2 separate regions of the Mus musculus genome follow, and region 1 is linked to region 2. A link is a contact called in public HiChIP or PLAC-seq data. All regions are on one chromosome and are shown on one strand. The core of a region is the stretch at or near the end of the contact, and the rest is flanking DNA. Distances in the headings are between cores, read along the strand shown.

Region 1 (3,029 bases), core at 384-2,883, 420 kb before region 2:
CGTGACCCAGCACCAAAAGGCGTTCTTTTCTTTGCTTTATTAAGCTCTCTGAGCCCCCTGCACAGACTCTGAGTCCCAAGCATGTGGGTTATAGTATCATCACTTCAGATGGACTTTGTAAAGCTACCCAGTCCTCTTGATTTCTCCCAGCCGCTCAGGTTAGATATAGGGAGCAGATGCTATGGTTTCCAGTGATGTTGGCTGTGACCTCTCAACCAACCTCCCAAAGGGATCCAGTACTTGAGAGGAATACTGGGACAGAACCCAGGAGAGAGCCCAGGTTCAGCCCTTGGGGAAGCCAATTGCCTTCTATAGTCCTTAGCTGGCTGCCTGCCAGAGCAAACCTGGCGCACACTATTCTGTAACAACAATGACAATGTATATAATATTTATGGAGTGCCTTCTATGTTCTGGGTATAATCCTCACCACTTTACCTATACATGCATTTATTTTGTACTTTGACAAAAATCATGCCTGTTGGCACCTAGAAATTACATAAGTAAGTTGCCAATATCATATTGTACATTATAAGTCAGAATTCAAACTGGGGGACTGTTTCTAGAGCCCATGCTAGCAGCCACTACAGTTTCTCTTCCTTGGCCTCTGATGTTACAGTACAGACCCACCTGAGCCTGGTGTGATGATGCAGGCCTTTAAGCCCAGCACTGAGCAGGCAGAAGAAAGAGTATTGCATCAGGGTAATACAGGTACATAGCAAGTTCTGGGTCAGACAGGTCTATAAGTGAGACCCTATCCAAAAAAACCAAATCAAATCAATCAACCAACCAACCACCAAAAGAAGACACATCTGGCTAGCTTCTGTAGAAAATGAAGTCAGAGGGTCTGTTCTTTAGACAAGAGACAAGGACCAGGAGGTTTCACCTGTTCAGCCACCCTTTCTCTTCTACAAGCAAATTCTCACTAGAAGGAAGAAAGGAATGAATGAATGAATGAATGAATGAATGAAGGGTGATGGATAGATGGATGAATGGACAGAGAATTCTGTGAGCATGAAAAGAACTAAGTGAAGGGGGAGGGAGACTTCTGGGGCTTCATGAAAGGGGGAGAGTTTGGTGCATGGAAGAAGCCCTGCTTGTGGGGTGCGGGGCAGTGAGCTAGCGCAGGATTCAAGCGTAGGGTTGTTTCTTGCATTTTTTGAGCCTCAGTTTCCCTATCTGCAAATTAAAGGTAAATAGAAGATAAGCTGACCCACTCTCTCCAAAGAACAGAGTTTCCTCAGATCTATTGGGGAAAGCTGACACTGAGGAGAGGTGACAAGGAGAAGCTGCTCTGTGGTGACAGTATAGGAGCAGGATTCGGTGGGCTTCACAGTTCAGCCCTGCAGCTCTTATGCCGGTGACACGGCCAGCACGAGCCACCATGGCCCACTCTTTCCGCACACCGCATCCGATTTCTCTAAAGGGTGTCGCAGTCGCGTGGAGGTGGCTGCAGTCGCGGGATCCCAGCAGCTGACCGCTGGCCACTCTGTGGTGGCTGCTCTGGAAGCCCAGGCCCCCGGGGCCCAAAGAGCATCACGTCATCCTTTGCGCCCGACGACCGCCCCTCCCCGACCGCGCGTGCGCACGCGGTGGCGGCGGGTGGGGGGCCGCGGTGGGGCGGGCGGCCGCTCTCCGCCCTTCCTCAGGCTTGCTCAGGCCGCGGTGCAGAGGACAGCGTCCAGGATGCGGCGCGGGGTGGCCCGGCGCCCCCCTGCCCCGGCACGGCAGCGGCGGCCGCTAGGACCCGGCGAGGCCCGGGGGCGGCGGCCGGAGCCTCGGTAGCGGCGGCGGAGGGAGCGGCGGCTGAGGGCGGGCGGGCGGCCGGGGGCGGGGGCTCGGCTCCGCGCGGCTTGCCCCGCTCGGCCCGGAGCCATGAGCGGCGGCGGCGGCGGAGGGGGCTCGGCGCCCAGTCGCTTCGCCGACTATTTTGTCATCTGCGGGCTGGACACCGAGACCGGGCTGGAGCCGGACGAGCTGTCGGGTGAGTGCGCGCGAGCCCGGGCTAGGGCCCGCGGGGCCCGCTTTGTCCCGGGAGCCCAGTGAGGGTCGGGCGAGCAGACGGGACGCGGGTCCCGCGGGCCTGCTGCCCCCCGCGCGGTGGTCGCCGCGTCGGCAACCTGGGGAGACGCGGACGCTGGGTGCGCTCAGAGGTCGAGGGGCTTAGTCCACAATGAAGGGAAGCTTGCCTTCTAGCACCCTTTTGGGAGGAAAGAAGTTAGCCCACTTCCTAGTGAGAGTTAGTCCCACCCAGACTTTTCAAAAGAGCAAAACAAAAACTTGATGAGTTTATTTGGCCTCTTCCCAAGAAGCCGGCGAGACCAGTTCCTCAAAACCGTTATAACTCACTCCTGAGCAGGCCAGGCCCGGGCTTTTCCTTCACAGTTCTGCCCCTCTTGATCGGACGTGAAGTGACAAATTGAACCGGGTTACACCAAGAACGGGTTCTCTCTTGGCGCTAGAAAAGAACTTGTACCCAGGGCCATGCTTTTGTTGTTGTTGTTGTTGTTGTTTGTTTTTTAAGTTAATGTCCTTTACCAGGCGAGGGTCATTTGTGAATGAAGGCAGCGCGTCCCAGTTGGACAGGTTGTGCAGTGTTGTGATGCCTCTCAAGTTATCTTTCGAAGAGGAAGTGATGGGGGAGTGACAGTGAGGCCCTGATGAGATTTGGCACCCATTGCTTGAAGGTGTAAGAATTATAAAATCCCCGGTGAATTCCTGCGCGCCCACATTGGAGTTGCAACAGTTTTGAAAAGTTTTTGGGTGGCCAGTAAGCAGGTTTCAGTGGTTGGAGGCTTGTCGTGTTAGACTTTAAAGTTATGTCATGCTGATTCGATGAGGGAAACTCCTCTCCCCCTTTCTGTCACGATGTGGTAGTCATTGAACACCGTACAGTTTCTCTATTGAAAGTGATCATCCAGTCTTGGATTTTTTTTTTTTTGTCACTCCAGTTTGTTTGTTTGTTTCTCCTCCGATTCTTCTTCTTCCTCCTCCTCCTCCTTGTCTTCCTCTTTCTCCTCCTTATCTCTCCA
Region 2 (3,043 bases), core at 11-2,510:
GGCATACCTCCTCTGGGGTTCTTGGAGAAAAATTTTGAACTTAGGGGAAAGATGTTGACTTTTGAAAATAAAAACTTTTTTTTCTCCCCAAAGAGCAATCTCTGTTTCTATCATTCCGGGGAAGGGGGTTGCTGTAGATCTACAAAGAACTAGTGGGAGAACAGACCCCAGGGCCTGTCTTCCCTTTTATTTTCCTCAAAGGTCAGTCATTGGGTTGTTGACAATGTTCTTTGGTTTCCAGGTATTAGTAGGAGAAGGCTGTGTCAGCTACCAGTCTAGAGAGAGATCCTAGACAGGAGCCTAAGAGTCCTAAAAGAAGGGTTTCGGGGCATCCATCCAACCATCCATCCACAAGCATTCATTGTATACCTGTTGTAGGTCAGGACATATCCTAAAAGTATATACACAAAAGTCTAGCATGTATCCTACCCTCGGTGTACCATAGCTAGTCTAGTAGAGGACGCCAACTTTTAGTATTGAATGGAAGGGCTGTGGAAGTAAAATTTTGCTTAGAATTTGTCATGTTCCAGGAGAGATGCTTCACTGGATTTATGTCTCTTATTTTTAAACATCTTTATGATAGCCTGTGGAGTACTATTAACTCTGACCCTGTAAATTAAGAAATTAAAACTCCAAGATGGAATGACTTGCCCAAGGTCACACAACTGTGAGGTGCGAGCCAGAACTGACTTCCAAATCCTTTATCACCAGTCTGGCATTCTTGAATCCCTACCCCAACCCCCAGAGGATGATCTAGGGAGAAAATGATATTTGGATATTGAATGCCGTGTGTGCTGAGGGACAGGGAAGGGGTCCAGATGCCAGGCTGGGAGTCAGGCAAAGACCAGCATGTGCCTGGATCCCTAGGGCATTGGAGAACATCGTAAAGGCTGCCTTTGACAGCACAGGGATGGAACAGAGCTGTGCTCTTTTGCAGTGGGCCTGCTGCCCCTAGGGAAGAGCATGTTTGTCCTGGCGCACTCAGAGAGGGCCTGGGCTGGGTCCCTGCCAAGGGGGCTGGCACTGGCTCGGCATTCCTGCAGATTGGACACAATGATTCTAACCCAAATCCCACATACTTGATTTAATCACTTGGGGCTTTAGGGGAGGTGGGGAGTGGGGAAGGGAAAGAGAGAGGAGTAAGTTTCAAGCCTAATATGGACAAAACAGATTCTGCCTTCTCTTTAGATCTGTGACTGTGGCCAGCAGGTTTGGAGACTGAAATAGCCCCATCTGTATTTGCTTAGCAGCCTGCATGAGGGGCCAGCACCTGCTGTTTTGCTCCCTCCCCACTAGGCCTTGCCAGGCACTCCAGGCCTCTGAACCCAGAGGCGGCCGTGGGGTCCTGCCAGCTCCTTGCTGGAGAATGAACTCACTCTAGTCTAACAGGGTTGCGCCCGCCTGCCTGGGGTGCTCACAGTATGTTTCTCTTCCTTCAGCTACGAACCTTTTAAACCCCTTTCCTTTTTGTTCTCTTTCACTTCATAGCATACCTCTACCCTGTGTCTGTGTTCCTTTCCCTCCTTCCTATCAGAAAACAGCATGTTTGGAGGTAAGACAGCAAGACGAAAGGCTGCACAGACTCCTGGCTACAGCCTTCTACTTATGCAAGCTTAGGCAATGGCTTAATCTTCATGAACTCAGCTGTCTCCTCTATAAAACTGGGTGATAATGCCACTCTCATACTCTTTTTGTATATAGTACCAGCGCTAGGACTCTGTTTTAGGAAACATTTCATAGAAAGTCATTCCCTTCTCTTGTTTTGCTTTTGCCTTCCTTGGGCTCGGATCAAAGGGAGAAAAGAGGTATTTTGCAGTTTCCCTCATGATGATGGGGAGGGAGAGATAAGGCCACATGTCCTGTTCCTAAAAGTGTCCACAGTCCCTTCTTAGGGGCTGGAGAGATGGCTCAGTGGTTAAGAGCCCTGGTTGCTCTTGCAGAGGACTCTGATTAGATTCTCAGCACCTACATGGTGGTTTACAAATGTCTGAAACCCCAGTTCCAGGGGATCCAGTGCCCTCCTTTGGCTCCATGGGCACAGGGCATACCTGTGATACACATACAAACATGCAGCAAAAACACTTATGCATAAAATAAAATGAATTAATCAAAAAAGATTAAATTTTTTAAAAAAAGTCATGAGTCCTTCTTGACATCACATCCTTTTGGGTAGCATCCTTAGGGGTGTAGATTCACAAATCACCCTGTAATCTCTGCCATGCTGCTGTGTCCTCTGCTAGCCACTAACTGTTTTCCTGGGATAAAGGATAGCGCCTACCTGGAGCTTGGCAGGAGATTGAGTGTGCCCTCTGGGGAGAGTGGCCTTTCTTTGGGAATCTGGTTGAGTTTAGATGTTTGGAGTCATCCTTACTAGAAGGACTATACTTAATGATCGGGTCCAGAGAAAATGAGACAGTTGTGGTATTCACACAGTCTTTGTCTCTCCTTCTCTCCTCCTCTCCAGCCAAGTGGGAAAGGGCCTCGGTTGCCAGAGGTGTACTGTGTCATCAGCCGCCTAGGCTGCTTCGGTTTGTTTTCCAAGGTAAGATGCTGACTTTCTCCCCATCCCCGTGACAGCTCTCATAGGAGTCTGCAGATAGCCTAGATAAGAAAAATGCCTATGTGAGAGAAAGGGCGTACAGAGCAAGTACAGGTGGGCTCTCAGAATCCTGTGTTCCCAAGCCTGGCTTACTACCTAGCTGCCTGGCATTTCCCCAACTCCTGGGTTGATGCTGACTGCTCTGTGGTAGCCCAGCCTGGTCCATGGACAGAGCAGGAGTCCTTTGAGAAGCCAGGAGTGCTCAGGAAGCTGTTTCATGGTGCTATTTCTTTTGCCCTGATGTTTCCTTCTTGGGGACTAAAGCAGGCCACCAAGGGAACTGAATGGTCATTGAGGGCCAAGAGAAACAGGAAGGGTACAAGATCCTGGCAGGACAGCTTTTGTGTCTCCAGGCTTCTGGTCCAGCTTGGTCAGAGACCAGGTTGCCCTCTTCTCTGTCAGAGAGGTGGAGAAGGCAGCTCCCGACACTCTTTCTCTTTGGGC

The links. HiChIP or PLAC-seq counts read pairs in DNA pulled down with a chosen protein or histone mark.
Region 1: an H3K27ac HiChIP or PLAC-seq map of stem cell-derived neural progenitor cells shows a contact between it and region 2. The contact joins the promoter of Dennd5a here to the enhancer-like site in region 2. A contact is called at or near these places in 3 of 39 promoter capture datasets (the C10 cell line and cranial neural crest), 5 of 484 Hi-C or Micro-C datasets (CD8 T cells, the HL-1 cell line, embryonic stem cells and 1 more), 1 of 115 datasets of contacts at active chromatin or transcription factors (stem cell-derived neural progenitor cells) and 1 of 9 other capture datasets (embryonic stem cells).

What each region holds. Positions count from the first base shown.
Region 1 is chr7:109,959,026-109,962,054 of GRCm38.p6, reverse strand. Dennd5a (DENN/MADD domain containing 5A) reads left to right here and starts at 1,633. Exons shown (of 23, transcript NM_021494.1): 1 at 1,633-1,981. The coding sequence starts at 1,873.
Region 2 is chr7:109,534,793-109,537,835 of GRCm38.p6, reverse strand. Denn2b (DENN domain containing 2B) reads left to right here. Exons shown (of 20, transcript NM_001001326.1): 12 at 2,465-2,542. Among named protein-coding and RNA genes, the nearest start is that of Snora3, 16 kb to the right of the region's middle. Within about 2 kb of position 1,260, at least 96 of the 459 cell types and tissues checked have an H3K27ac peak or open chromatin away from gene starts, as enhancers often do. A contact at or near this core is called in stem cell-derived neural progenitor cells and uterus, where this site is marked.